Regions from separate parts of the Gossypium hirsutum genome. Here region 1 is linked to region 2. Evidence: chromatin contacts called from public Hi-C data. All regions are on one chromosome and are shown on one strand. Each heading gives the region's core, a stretch centred on a gene start, on an enhancer-like site or on the middle of the called end of the contact. The rest is flanking DNA. Distances are from core to core; before and after follow the strand shown.

Region 1 (4,297 bases), core at 338-2,837, 43 kb before region 2:
ACACTGTCAATGCCAATAAATCAGTTGCCATGACAACCTTAACACCATGAGCATGAGCATTCTTAATAAACTCCCCGTAGTCCAAAACCTCACCCTCGGTCCCTGGATACTGAACCAAAACCCCACAAACATCACCAGAGCTGTAATCAATATCCTTAAGATCTGCAGTAACCACTTTAAGATCAAAACCATCAGCTCTAGTCTTACAAATATCAATTGTCTGAGGGTGACAATTATTAGCAATGATGAAAGTCTTCTTTTTCCCTTTCAGAATATTGTTACACATGGCCATAGCCTCAGCAGCAGCAGTTCCCTCATCAAGCAATGAAGCATTTGACATAGGCAAACCAGTGAGATCAGTAATCATGGTTTGGAAGTTAAGCAAAGACTCAAGCCTGCCTTGAGATATCTCAGCTTGGTAAGGTGTGTATTGAGTGTACCAAGCTGGATTCTCCATTATGTTCCTCAAAATCACAGGGGGAACATGAGTGTTATAATAACCCATCCCAATGAATGACTTGAAAATCTTGTTCTTAGATTCCAACATTTTCATGTGTTCAATCATTTGGCTCTCAGTTAACCCTTCATCAAACTTTGAAAACTTCATGGAATCAATACGTATAGCTTTAGGCACAGTTGCATCAATAAGGGAATCAAGACTATCAAACCCACAAGATTCAGCCATTTTGGCCTGCTCCTCAGGGGTTGCAGAGTTATGGCGGCGGGGAAAAGTATCACTCGATTTCAATGCCTCAACAGAGATGGATCGAACTTGTTGTGACCCAAAACTGTTTGGTACATTTCTACCTCCTAACAAATCTGATCTGCTATAATACTTGGAACCAAATGGTGACAGTGAAGATACATACCTTGAAGGAGTGTATAAAACAGGTGATCTACAGCTCATTTGCCCATTGCTTGATTGCTTGGTTTCATTAACCAAGCGTTTAAGGATTGCCCTGCTAGCCAACCTCCTTGCCCTCTCCATCAAAGAAGTTGCTTCTTTGTTTTTTTCTTAAGGTTTTGGTAATGAAAATGCAATGGAGAAGAAAAAGAAACTTTGGGTTGGTGAGGCAATGAAACAAAAAGGCTTAAAGGTTTAATTTTTATTTCATGAGTGAGAGAAGGGAAAGTGGGTTGGTGGTAGAACTGTGTGTATACTTTTGTCTATATTTATATATGGTTGTGCATAAATAATCAAATGTAAATGAAAATCATGAAAAAAATAATTATTTTTATGGGAAAATTAAAGAATTTTGGTGGATGATGGGTGACGCTGCAACTATGGAGAAAAAAGACATATTTTTTTGAGGACATAACATGTCAGATTCCAAAATTAACATAAAAAAGAAATCACAAACCTCCAAAAGAAAATGAATGGAAGTAATTGCAAGAAAAAGGATTGAAATTCAATGGATACCAATTCATGGCACCATCTCTTTAATCAAACAAATCTCAGGAAAATAAAATTTCAATCTTATTCTTTTCTCCCTTTCTGGTTCTTTGGATGAAGATTGAAGATTGAAGATTGAAGATTGTGTGTTGGCAATATCTGTTTCACAATCTCATTATCTTGATTATCCCTCACCCTCAACCTCTCACTGCCATCTATCTTTACTATAATTAAAAATTTAATCTTTCAAATTTAAAAATAAAAATACTAGTTGAATTCTATTAAAATTCGTCCATTACATAATTATTGAGATACTCACTCAATAATTGTACAATCTTTATTGTGCATTGTCACTATTTTAAGAGTAACAAGTTACATTCTTTATTTATATATGATTAGTATGTGTTAAAATGATTTATCAAATGAATCTTTGCTTAGAATTTGACCAACAAACTTTGAATCTCAAAAATCATCCTTGCAATTGCAAGTAGTACTGTACGTGTCATCCAAATCAACTGATGCCAACCCTCTTTGCCATACATCCGGTTTTAGTCCGTTCAATTTCGACTCTTGGATTGAATTTTTTAATCATTGCTTTGCTTTAAGAATATCTACTTTGATTCTTTTTTTTAAATATCAAATAGATGTAACATTGGTATTATTTTTTATTATAATTATATTTAAAAGAAATACTTATACGTGATTAAACCATGCCCATCTATCTATACTATATTTAAATCTCTAATTGAGTTGTGTCACTAATCAACTATAAATTAATTGAGTTAATAATTGATCAAAATTAATGGAGGATGTTTATTGTACGGCCACTGTCAGTAAATAATAATATGATATCTCATTATTAAATAAAATAAAAATAATGAATGATTTATAAATAAATATTATATTTAAACATAATTAATTATAAATAAATGCTAAAAACTCTAAACCTGAGCCCAAGGCCCTAAACTTTTCAACCAAATATCATAAATTCAAGAGTTATTAATATTTATTTATAATAGTTATGATAAATATTTAATTATGTTTAAATAATTATTTATTTATTTATTTACAAGTCCTTCATATTTTTTGTTTAACTTAATGATGATGCGATAGTGCATGAGTCTTATGCACTAAATATTATTCCAAAAAGTAATTCTTTTTACAAAATAAAAAATATTACTATGAGATTTTTATCTTTGGTTAAAATATGCTACAAGTCCTTGTACTATTTATAAATTTACAACTTAATCTTTATACTTCTTTTCTAGGAATTTAGTCATTCTACTTTTTATATTTCAAGATTTAAGTTCAATTGTTAACATTATTAATATTTTCTATTAAATTTTCTAGTGTAACGTATTTAAGTAAAAAAAAATTGGTAACCATATAAATAAAAAATAACATTGTATTTAACTTGAATTTGATAAAAAAATTTATCAGAGTTAAAAATTGAGCTTAAAATTTTAAATCTAAAAAATAGACTAATAACATATTTTTTCTTTTAAAGTACAATTACAATTTATGATTAAAAAATTAAATCAATTTAACAACAATTAGAAGCTAGAATATATTTAAAATTTAGCCCTATGTCATATTAAATTTAGACAAAAGCCACACATGATGAAACTTGAGCCCATAATTTAGATTGAAAAGATATACATGCAAAGTAAAACCATAATAATTAATTTAAGTAGGACTCACACATGATGAAACTTAAAAACAAAATAAATTTTAAATTAAAACCTACACATGCGTAAATGTATATAGTGTCTCACACTTGGGCACTTAAAAAATCTTTATAATTTTGATATTATGCAAACTAAAACCTTAATTTTGCACAAACAATAATTTTATGAACTTTAGAATAATATGATTTTCATAAGCCTAAGAATTACTTGATGTGGAATTGGAGTATGCCATTAGACTTGACGAAGAACTCCAGATAATTTGATTTCTCGCTCTTGACTTTTTATCTTAATTACACAAACCCTAAACAATGGAGGGTTGTAATTTTTGTGCATAACTCTAATAGGTAGAAGGGATGATCAATTTATAGCGATCATCCTTTATTTGATGCATCCATCAAGTAACCGGATGAAGGGATAAGATATAACTTCTATTAAAGTAAAAATTCGTATTCCCTTTAAATTGGTTCCATAAAATAGAGCTAAAATCTTACATTCTCACACTTGGACCAATGCGATAAAACATAATATTTAATAGAACAAAACTTTTAGCGTGCACAACAAAGTAACACTCGTCATTGTTATCATATTATAGTGAATTGCAAATACGAATTTATGGTGGTTATATATAGTTTAAGTCACATACTTATTTACATATATTACAATATTATAACTAAATATTATAGAACTTCAAGTAACATACATGTCACATCATGATCACAATAATATATTATAAAGAATTTCCTATTTTAAATAATTTCAAAAAATTGTGCATACAATCATAATAAATAGAATTGCACCAGTTTTATATCAAAAGCACAATAATTGAACTCAGAGTATCACATTATCATAAAATGTAATTCATCAATACAACCAAGACTCATTCTACGTACATGTGTCTTTAGAAATAATCTTAAGTAACATATTTAAAACAATAATAAGTTGTTAGCATATTTACTTGACACATCGGCATTTTATGTATTAAACTAATGTAAATCCCGTAGTTTAAATGAAAATTATTGTTATTTATGGCAATAAACATTATGAACAAAATTTTAAATTATTAACCGATGTTAAAATTATACAAAATCCTTATTCAAGTCATTGATAAAATTTATGATATTATAAAAAAAAATACACGGGATTAGATAATAAGGAACATTCAAAAATATATATACATTTTTTTTCTAAAATTGGTAATACATATTTTTAAATTATA
Region 2 (4,289 bases), core at 1,748-4,247:
AAGAAGATTAACTTACCTAGATATTAAAAGGGTCTAGTTAAAATCATCTAATTCCAATATCACCGATTACATAGATTGAAGAATTAAATGACAAATAACTGATTAAACGTGTTGGGTGAAATTAGAGTTCTAAGTGCATAAATTGATTGAGAAACTCAAAAGATTTCAGTGTCTTAGTTTAGCAAAATTTTTATAATATGCTTAGTTTAATTTTAATAGTAACTAAAATTTACTTTGTTGATATGGATTAGATAGAAAATTTTTGGTACTTGACAACTTAAAATTTGATCTGATCTCTTTATATCACTTTATTACTTGATCTACACTAACAAATACAATTTCAATTATCAAATAATAATATCTTTAGGGCCAATTTAATTAGCAATACAATTAATTTAATGGTACAATAAGTTTTGTTTCTTATTATTATTTAAAATTTTAATTAAGTTAATGTTATGAGTTAATCAAACATCAATTCAGATAGGAAATAACTAAAAGTCCTTATTTTTACAAAATAAATTATATTGTTATAATGTTATTTTTTAGTATATTTTTATATAAAATCAAAAACCCACATTTAGTGAGATTTGAACCAATGACATTATAGTATTAATATTTTTAACTTTACCATTTCAACTAAAGGTTGATTTAAATTTTATATAAATATAGTTTTTACATGATTTTTTACTAATATAAATCATTGATTTTTTTTTTGCTTAATATATGATTTTGGTACTTGAATTTGACACTTTTTTTTATAATGTGGTACTTGTATTATTTTTTTGGTCCAATCTAGTACTTGTATTTGACAAAAGTTACAATTTTGGTACCCAAAAGTAACAATGTTAACTTTTTAGTGTTTAATTCGAGTTTTAGAGTTGAGTTGATGAAAATTAATTGCTAATATTATTAGGTTTGATTTTTTTTTATGATTTTGTTAATAGAATAAATTAAATGTTAATTGTGATTTTTTTAATTTTGTGTTTGATTTGTCAAATACGATGTAATTTAATTCAAATTTTAAGATTGATTTTATGAAAGTTAATTGTTATATTATTAGCTAATTATGAATTTTCATCAAATCAACTTTAAAACCTAAATTAAACACTAAAAATTAACGTTGATACTTTCAAGTACTAAAATGTATAACTTTTATAAAAAATAAGTATCGATGAAATAATAACACAAATACTATAATAAAAAAAATATTAAACTCTGAAACCAAATTACGTATTAAACCAATATTTTTTTATCGAAATGGATTCATAGAGTCAAAACACGGTGATACAATGGATAAGAGAGGTCTCAATTCCCAGAAAAGGCTCGAGGCCGTAGACAACTAGGCAAATGTCCCAAGTAGAAACAGGTGAGGGAGCAACACCTCGTCGTGGGCTTCAGCTATTAATGTACTATGAATCCCTTTATCCGAATGTCTCCTGAACCCACGAAAGAGTTACAGTAAAGCCCAGTGCAAGGCATAGTTAAGCCACGACACATAAGAACCCAGTTCAAGGCATAGCCCAAGACCAACACAATCCAAATAAAAAGATAAGGGAGAAACAGCTCAAACAGGGCCTAGAAGCCCTTTGGTATCCAGAAGTTACATAAGGTCGTCTGCATTCGAGCACCATAATGATTACAAGGGGAAAGTGGAGCTGTAGGAACCCTAAACCACTGAACCGAAGAGGTAGTGGAAACTTGGTCATGGTCCTTAACCTAAGGGACCACCATGGACCTGGGGCACCAAAAACTCTACAAATTCGGCAATGTAAATGGAGGTAGTTGCATACCAATCCACCTTTATCTTATCGACGGCAATTTCCCCTCAAAAAGGGCTCTCTTTTCTCATTCACCTTTATTAGATTTGTTCACTTGCTTTTCTCTGGGATTAACCAGAGGACAAGCTTCGTCGTTCTCTAGTTCATCTTGGTCTTACAAGAACTTGGGAGCATTCTCAAAGAGATTAAACAAAATTATAACTCAAAAGATTATGAATATATTTTATTTTTATATTATGCACATACTAAAGTATAATTTAACAATATTAAATCAAAATAGCATTAGTAAAAGAAGGGTGAAGAAAAATGTGAAGTTGTTATGGATATAACCAATATGTGTTTTAAACAGCTATGCAAGCATGACATAAAAAGTGAAGGGAACAATTCCCACCTCACCCCCTCCATACTCATCTCTAACCAACCCTTACATAATTTAAAGGAGATACATGAAAATTAAGGACAGATTTAGATATCTAAACCCTAAAGATAAACTAGTTGTATGAGTTGTATCTCATGTGAAAATCAAATAAAAAGGGTTAAATTAATGCAAGTCACCCTTCCCAAGGACACCACATCCCTACAGTCCAAGGGGTCTCACTGAACGCCAAATTCCACTGATGGGACTCCTCAAGTTCCATTGACACCCAGCCTAGAGCTCGTGCCAGCCATTGATCATCATCACAGACGTCCATTTCCTTTACTTCATCTACCATTACACTTTTGTTATCGTTAAACCCCATCCCAATAACCAATAACTCCTTCGTGGGTGCCACCAACTCAATGCCAGCCATCACACTGGACGACGAGTCAGACATCGAAGCCCCGCAGCTCTCGCCAAAGAACGGAAGAGACGAAGTTACTGTGGGCGAAGCGTTGTAAGAAGAGCTTGTCACTGTTATCTCTTTGTATAGCTCTTGCATTATCTCCTCCAGTTTCTCTTTTTCGACCGAACCCTCGTTGGAAAACTCGCTTTCGTCGTCGGATTCCGCCAGCAAGACGCTCAAATTCCCGGAAAATTCGCCGGAAAGTTCAGCCTCCGGGGACTTCGATTCTTCTCCTTCTCCCCCTCCCCCTCCCACTCTTATCGTCATCGTGTTTTCTTTTTCTTTTTGAGAGAAACGCGTAATATAAAGAGAAGATGTCACGTAGGATGCAAGTGTAAGAGAGATGACGCGGCGAGCAAAGAGTGAAAGAGGTGACTAAAAAGTGGGCCCCAATGATTTGTCAACATTATAGCAATAGAAGGTTTCTTTTGGTTCAGTATACCAATAGAGTTGGTAAGGCCTTGTTTGGAAGGTTAACATTACATTTTTGTGGTCAGAATTTTGCTTTTGGTAATTTATGTTAATTTAATATACAATTTTAAAAATATATAAAACCTTACATTTACGATGCATATTAATTTTTGTTTAAAATTATTTAAAAATCGAAGAAATTAATGTATTTAAATTCTATTAATGATATTTAATATTAGAATAATACTAAAATCCATCATGGTTTGAGTATTAATACTACTTAATTATAGTTTAAATAATGTTATTAGAGAAATTATTTGGAAGTGTCATATAAGGGTGAGGCCGCTTGTGGAATAAAATAATATACTGCGAGTGTATCAAATACTCACTCATATTATTAATATATTTTTATAGATTATGTGTTATATATTGTTAAATTAATTTGTTTTAATGTTATAATTGTTAATACTCGATTTTTATATTTATTTTTCCTCAATGAATATAATTAACTCTTATTATATTTGAAAAATAAATAAATTTTATTTTAATATGTGCCTTTTTCTAACTATATTTAAACTTAACAATTTAATATTTACCAGTCTTAAAAGCTAAGCAAAATTTGAAAGTAAGACTTTATATTTAATATATAAAAATCTATATAAAATAAATTTAAACGAAAATGCATGAAACAACTTAAAAGATTAAAAGGTCATTTACCCAATATGGAAATAAGTGCTTGAAATGGAAAGTGTGACATGTCTAAAAATTGTAATGTGAGCATAGATACTTATTCCTTATTTAGCTAGAACCTAATAAAATACATTACTAATTTTTTATTTGATGCGATGCACGGACTTGTTGTATATATCTTTTAAAATATATTTATTTGTTAATTTAAATTAATTTTTAAAATTGGTAAGTTTTAACAAATAAAAATTAAAATCGAATGTTTCTTTATTCATCATTTATGATATTATAATGATGGTAAATATATTTTTATATATGATACTAAATTAACAAAACAAATTTTTAAGTGTATATTTATTTCAAGATTTTTAATGTAATTCCGTAATTATTAATAGTAATATATACTAAATATGTATATATTCATGTTAAAAATTATCGTAACTATTGTAAATTTTTAAATAATTTAATTAATTAATATAAAAACCAATATGGAAAAAGTAAAAGAAGATACGTGTTTATTTTGATATTTTGTCCCACATTAATTATATTCATTTAAAAATGTTTAAACCAGCCTTAAAAGAACTATAAA

What was found. A called contact is a pair of places that touch in the nucleus more often than the background predicts.
Region 1: a contact with region 2 is called in a Hi-C map of leaf, with 2.4 times the contacts expected there. The contact joins the promoter of LOC121218502 here to the enhancer-like site in region 2. A contact is called at or near these places in 13 of 34 Hi-C or Micro-C datasets (callus, hypocotyl, leaf and 1 more).

What each region holds. Positions count from the first base shown.
Region 1 is chrD06:19,290,333-19,294,629 of Gossypium_hirsutum_v2.1, reverse strand. LOC121218502 (glycine dehydrogenase (decarboxylating), mitochondrial) reads right to left here and starts at 1,587. Exons shown (of 15, transcript XM_041095747.1): 1 at 1-1,587. The coding sequence starts at 988.
Region 2 is chrD06:19,248,734-19,253,022 of Gossypium_hirsutum_v2.1, reverse strand. No RefSeq gene overlaps it. Among protein-coding and RNA genes, the nearest start is that of LOC121218500, 13 kb to the left of the region's middle. Within about 2 kb of position 2,997, at least 9 of the 9 cell types and tissues checked have an H3K27ac peak or open chromatin away from gene starts, as enhancers often do. A contact at or near this core is called in hypocotyl and leaf, where this site is marked.